Linked DNA regions of Zea mays: region 2 is linked to region 1. A link is a contact called in public Hi-C data. All regions are on one chromosome and are shown on one strand. Each heading gives the region's core, a stretch centred on a gene start, on an enhancer-like site or on the middle of the called end of the contact. The rest is flanking DNA. Distances are from core to core; before and after follow the strand shown. Region 1 holds the start of LOC100285481 (B12D protein). Region 2 holds the start of LOC100382877 (Serine/threonine protein phosphatase 2A 59 kDa regulatory subunit B').

Region 1 (2,823 bases), core at 129-2,628:
CCAATGAGGACATGTTCATTTCGAGAGCGATTGAAGGATATTAAATCCCTTACTAGTCAAAATTGAATAGAAAGAAATTTAATTCCCCTCTATACCCTCATATCAATATGCAACATATATACACAAAACCTTATGACAATGCCTTATTTCAAGACACGAGAATAAAGCTTACCTTGTAGGACTGTTTTTGTCATATCAATCTAATTTCGTTTTTTTTACAGCTAGATCTTCTCTATCAAATTCTAGGCAGAAGGCGAAGTGATGTCAGCAAAATGGAGGGCTATTTTGAAAAATTAAATCTCCTTCAGAAATTTTAAGAATTGAGATGAAAAGCTAATTTTCCACTCAATTCTAAGAACGGGTGAAGATTTAAGTTTACAAACTAGGCCTAAATGACCGTTAATGCGGCCAGCGCTAGCGGCGGCGCGTTCAACGGGTTGGGTTTGACAGCTGGAATCGGGTACCCAGCTTTCGCGAATCAGAAGCCAAGTAAGCGGCGGCGGCGACGTCGTGGGTGCACGCGAGCCGGCCGTTTGACAGCCTGGACGTGGAGGCAACGACCATCGGTTCGCCTCTTTTTTTTTCACATGCCGACGACGCCAACTAGTTTGACACTGGCACGCACGCGGTCGTCGGTGGCCAAACACGAATTGCCTTCGCCTTTTTCGTGCCGCCGTCTGGCGCATGCGTAGTTCTCACGGGTCAGCGACTTTTTTCCCCTCTCTTCCGCCGCCGTTTTGTGGTGTAAAGAGGAAAGATATTAATACATGCGTATGGTGTAAATAAATCAACATAATTTGTTGGGACGCAACAATATCATACAGTCATCCGTTATCAATCAAATATGTGATGAAAATCACAAGGCGTGCTGAATTCGTTCGCAGCCATGCAAGCAAACACGACAAATGCATGATGTTCCATTTATATGGGAGAATTAGAATTTTAGAAACAAAAAAAAATGTACCGACGACGGCTACGAATCAAGGCGCGCCGCCGGCAGCTAATGAATGGTAAAACATACTATGGACGATCGGGAATCGGGAATCCATCCATCCATCCATCCATGACGGAATCTAGCTTAATCGTCCTTGGGAGGGTCGGCGAAGAAGGAGTTGATGGAGGCCATGATCTCGGGCTTCTTCCCGCGGACGAACTTCCTGAGGCCGTGCATAGCGTACCTCTCGCCCTCGTCGTGGTTGTCCAGGACGCCGGCCGCCCTCTTCTCCTTGGTCACCCGCACCTCGGGGTTGCCCGTGATGTTGCGCACAAGCTGGTACGAGCAGATGCCCAAGGCCACGGCCATCGGCACGAACAGCGGGTACACCTGATCCATGGACGCGCGCGACACCGGGATCGGCAAATCCCGTCAGATCCATCCATCCATCCCCGATGACCCAATTCTCCGATCGATAGAAACCGAATGAACGATCAGATGGGAAACAGCAACGGCGTACGTACCTCGGGACGGATCCACCGCTTGGACCATGAGGCGTATGCGGAGGAAGCCATCTTCTTCTTCTTCTCCTCCTCTTCCTCAACCGCCGCCTGGGTATACGCGTTTCTCTCGCGCGCTTCAGATGAGAGTCAGAGTAGAAGACGGGGGGCGGCTGTGTGTTTATATATAGGCTGAGGCGGCGCCGTGCTGGTGCTGCTTCGTGGAACTCTGTCTCGATAGGTTAGGTACAAGTCGGAGGGGAGTCGTCTGGGCTGGGCAGGCAGACGCGGGGCGGGGCGGAGCGGAGGCGTAAACACGCTGGACTTCGTGGGCCCAGCGGCTCACATGCATGCCCAACTGGCCCAGCCAAGCCCAGCCGCAGAAGCGGTCGCGTCGGTGGCACGCGGCTGCTTGCTGGTCGCCCCAGCAACAGCGAGGAGGAACCGGCAACGACCTCTCCGAAACAGCCGCGCCGGTTTCCTCTCGTCTTACCTTTTATTTATAATATAATAATTAACAACATCTATATTTATCCTTTTTCACACTTTTCCTAAAGGATTTATGCTTCATTTCAGGCTTCTCTTCGAGCGATACCGTCACAACACGAAAATAGAGAATTTCCATATACAAAAATAGTTCTACAATTTTTTTAGAACAGTGCACGGAAATTTATCAATTTTTATTAGCCACGACTTAGTCAACATAAATAACTTATTTTCTACCAGCAGGGCAAAAACTGACTGAAATTAGTATTTTTTTGTCGTCGGTGTGTGGTTCGAGGCACCAAAAATTAAGAATTTTTATGGGGCTTCTCTCCCTATCCAACAAAAAAATAGTTTTTTTACCCAACAGTACGTCCCTCACACATGCTTTTATGCCTCTTGCCACTCTCTCTTTGCACCTCCTCCTCCACCACCACCACCACCTGTCCTGCCCGCGTTTTACCACCTCCACTCACCCACACTTGCCTCAATTCCACTGTATGTGCTAACCTGGTATGCGCCCACCTCGACCACTTGTCCTAGGTCATCTAATATTATACAAACAAAATAAAATCATAATCGAATAATGGTATGTCCTATGGATGATCAGATGTCGTGGATGTGTAGAGCTCGATGAGACGATTACGATCGAATATTAACTTGTCCTGATTGGATTCTCAATAAGCTGTTTTTGGTGTTGGGAAATCAAAGTTATTGGATGTTAGACTTGAGCGAGTATTAACTTGTCCAGATTGGATGTTGGTTTCTCGATAAGTTGTTTATGTTGTTGGGAAATTGAAGTTGTTGGATGTTAGACTTGAGTTTTTTTCATCTTTCCTCCTAGCAGTTATCGTTTTCTTCCCCTACTTATGCCTCTTCCCACGCGCGCGTCTCTCTTCCACCGTG
Region 2 (2,700 bases), core at 83-2,582, 260 kb before region 1:
CCTCTTCTAGATCAAAAGCTTGAAGCGCCTTCTTCTCCCTAGGTGGGGAAATTAGTGTCCTGAACAAGTTCACCGAAATCATTTTTGTGATTGCCTCCACAACGATCTCAGGGAACTTCACGTTAGCAGTCCTTACATACTCATCTATCTCCAACAACATCAGCGTCTTTATTTCCTTCTCCTTCATGTTCTTTGACGCATCCGTAAAGTCAAACAGAGTGCAACAAACGTCCAACTTTTTGATGAGCAGATTCTGTTTCTCTGTATTCGGCACATCCTTAAAGCTCGGCAACGGACGGAAGTTGGAAGAAAACAAATTATCATTTATCCTCGAGTCTTGGAACCCCGTACGGTTTCCACTCCCATAGGCGTGCCCAGTACTCGACAGAATTGGCGGTTGGCCACTCAGGTCAGCAACTCCAGACCCCGACAGCTGGCTGAACGTCCTCCCACCAGTGAACTCCTTGTCTGCGGTTTTGGACGCCTTGCGCCGTCCAAATATCTGTTTCATCATATTACCCCACCCAGAACAGCTGACGCCACCTGAAGCAGGAGCTACTACCACATAGCAAACCCTAGCCCCCTCAGTTCTGGTCCATGGCATGCCCCCATCATCGTACAAAGGAAAGCTTCAATTATACAAGTTATCCTGGCAAATCGAGACACTGGAACCTGCACCAGAGGGAATAGGGGAGCACAGCAAACGGGATGAACGGCTCAGGCAGGCCAACACTAAACAGGAATTATACTGCTAGTAGTGCAAGCATACATCGTCTAATACCCTATACTATACACCCCGAAACGAATGTCAGGAACTGCTCGGAACGCCCCCTAGCTCCTCCAAAGCCGCCGTGGCCTAGGTGGAATTGACGCGCGGGGCAAAGACGGGAAGCCTACCTGAGGCGAAACGACGCGGCGCAGGTCCAGGAACCAGGATTGGGCGGGGCGGGGCGACCGACAGCGACCTCTTCTTCTGAAAACAAAAGGCAGAGCAACGCAACGGTCAACACGGACTGGCTGCGGGCGCGGGCCAGTAAACGGCGGCGCGGGAGAGGAGGGGACCTCCCGCTCCGCCACGAGAACCACCAGAACGGGACTGCGAGGAGGCGGACGTACCTAGTGCACGGCGGCGGCGAGCTCGTCCTGCTGCTGCAGCCGCGGGAGCTAGCGGGCGGGTACGGTGCGGGGCCCGTCGAGGTAGGTAGCCTTGAGGTCGAGGAGCGAGTCGAGAGCGGCGCGGGTATGGACGGGACGGGACGGGAGCGGCGGGTGGAGGTGGAACGGGGTTCGGGAGGGGAGCGGAGCGGAGCCGGGCGGCAGTAGCAGGAGGGGAGAGAAGAACAGGAGGAAGCGAAGCGAGGGCAGTTTCCGTTCTGGACAGTACGATTATTTTAGTTTTTGTTTCCGTTGCAGCCCCCCTGCTTTTTCTCTGCGTCTGGAAGACGGGATAGCAGGGCAGTTTTGGCCGGGAGCCAGGCCTGCGTGTCTTTTTTCCGATCTTTCCATCGAGTTTGTTGCTGGCAGGCGTAAGACCAGGTGTTCTGTTTTACCTTTGCTTTGAAGTTTGAACTGCTCTTAACTCGCCGTCACCAGATGCTTATCATACCCTCCTAGGACCTAGGGTAGGGTAGGGTGACTGCCTCACCAAGGAAGGTTCATGGAGGCATTCTCCGCTCGCGCCATATGTCAATGCCCATATTTGTTTGGGCTTTTTGCAGGCTGATATAGACCGTCAAACGTTTCATCTTTTTAGTCAGCTTTTATAAAAATTAATTTAATAAAAACCATTTAAAATCAATATGAACATAAAATCGGTCAAGTCGTCACGATAGTAGGAATTCGTCGCTTTTTAGATCTTGAACCATTTGGACTACTTAGGGCCCCTTTGGTAGGGCTTATTTTTCAGCTTCGGCTCTGGCTCATGCAAAAGTTGTGCCAAACACCTCTTTTTCAAATGGCTTCATCAGTGAAGTGCTTTTCCAAAATGAACTAGAGGGCATGAGCCAAAAAAAGTGGCTCACCCGGCTTCAGCTCACGTTATTTTTGCACAATAGCCCTCCCACCAGTCCAAATTATTATTTTTTGGTCCTCCCCTCAATCCTAGCCACGTACAGGAGAGATATACATATACAAGGGTCTTTCTGAAAAACAACCTATAAGGCGTTTTGCCAAATGATTTTTAGAATAGCTTTGGCTCATCTAAAGAAGTGGTTTCACCTCGTGAGCCAGAGCTAAAGCCGTTTTTGGAGAAGCCAGAGCCCTGCCAAAGGGGCCCTTAATCTTTCTCCACACGTAATCTTCACGATACTCAGATTATCCCCACAGCCAGATTCTCACCACAGTCAGATTCTCAGAAAAGTTGGTCAGAAAAAAACTGAACCAAACAGGCCCAATATCAGGGCGACATCACGGTCAAACCATCGTTGACCAATGTAGACATTAATAATGACCCAAAAAATGTTGTTCTAGGTCCATGTTTTGCGTTAGTTTAGTAGGATGTTTGATTCACTAGATAATGGACTAGCTAATATAGGCAAAAGGACCGGGACAAGTAAAAACCTAAGATGTACAAGCTAATCACCCTTTATTATTAACTAATGTTAGATGTCCATTTGCGAGCGTGTTTATTTTCAAGGTAACTAAAGTTTTAGATAATGATTATATGAGTGAAATCAAATATAGCCTAAATCCAGGCACATG

Evidence for each region. Hi-C and Micro-C count contacts between places; a contact is called where the count stands out from the background.
Region 2: a contact with region 1 is called in a Hi-C map of ear, with 1.5 times the contacts expected there. The contact joins the promoter of LOC100382877 here to the promoter of LOC100285481 in region 1. A contact is called at or near these places in 2 of 25 Hi-C or Micro-C datasets (bundle sheath and ear).

Annotation. Positions count from the first base shown.
Region 1 is chr7:29,383,843-29,386,665 of Zm-B73-REFERENCE-NAM-5.0, reverse strand. It overlaps LOC100285481 (B12D protein), which reads right to left and starts at 1,378. Exons shown (of 1, transcript NM_001158374.1): 1 at 778-1,378. The coding sequence starts at 1,333. The coding sequence ends at 1,079.
Region 2 is chr7:29,642,464-29,645,163 of Zm-B73-REFERENCE-NAM-5.0, reverse strand. LOC100382877 (Serine/threonine protein phosphatase 2A 59 kDa regulatory subunit B') reads right to left here and starts at 1,332. Exons shown (of 5, transcript NM_001175569.2): 1 at 1,117-1,332; 2 at 898-973; 3 at 1-672. The coding sequence starts at 604.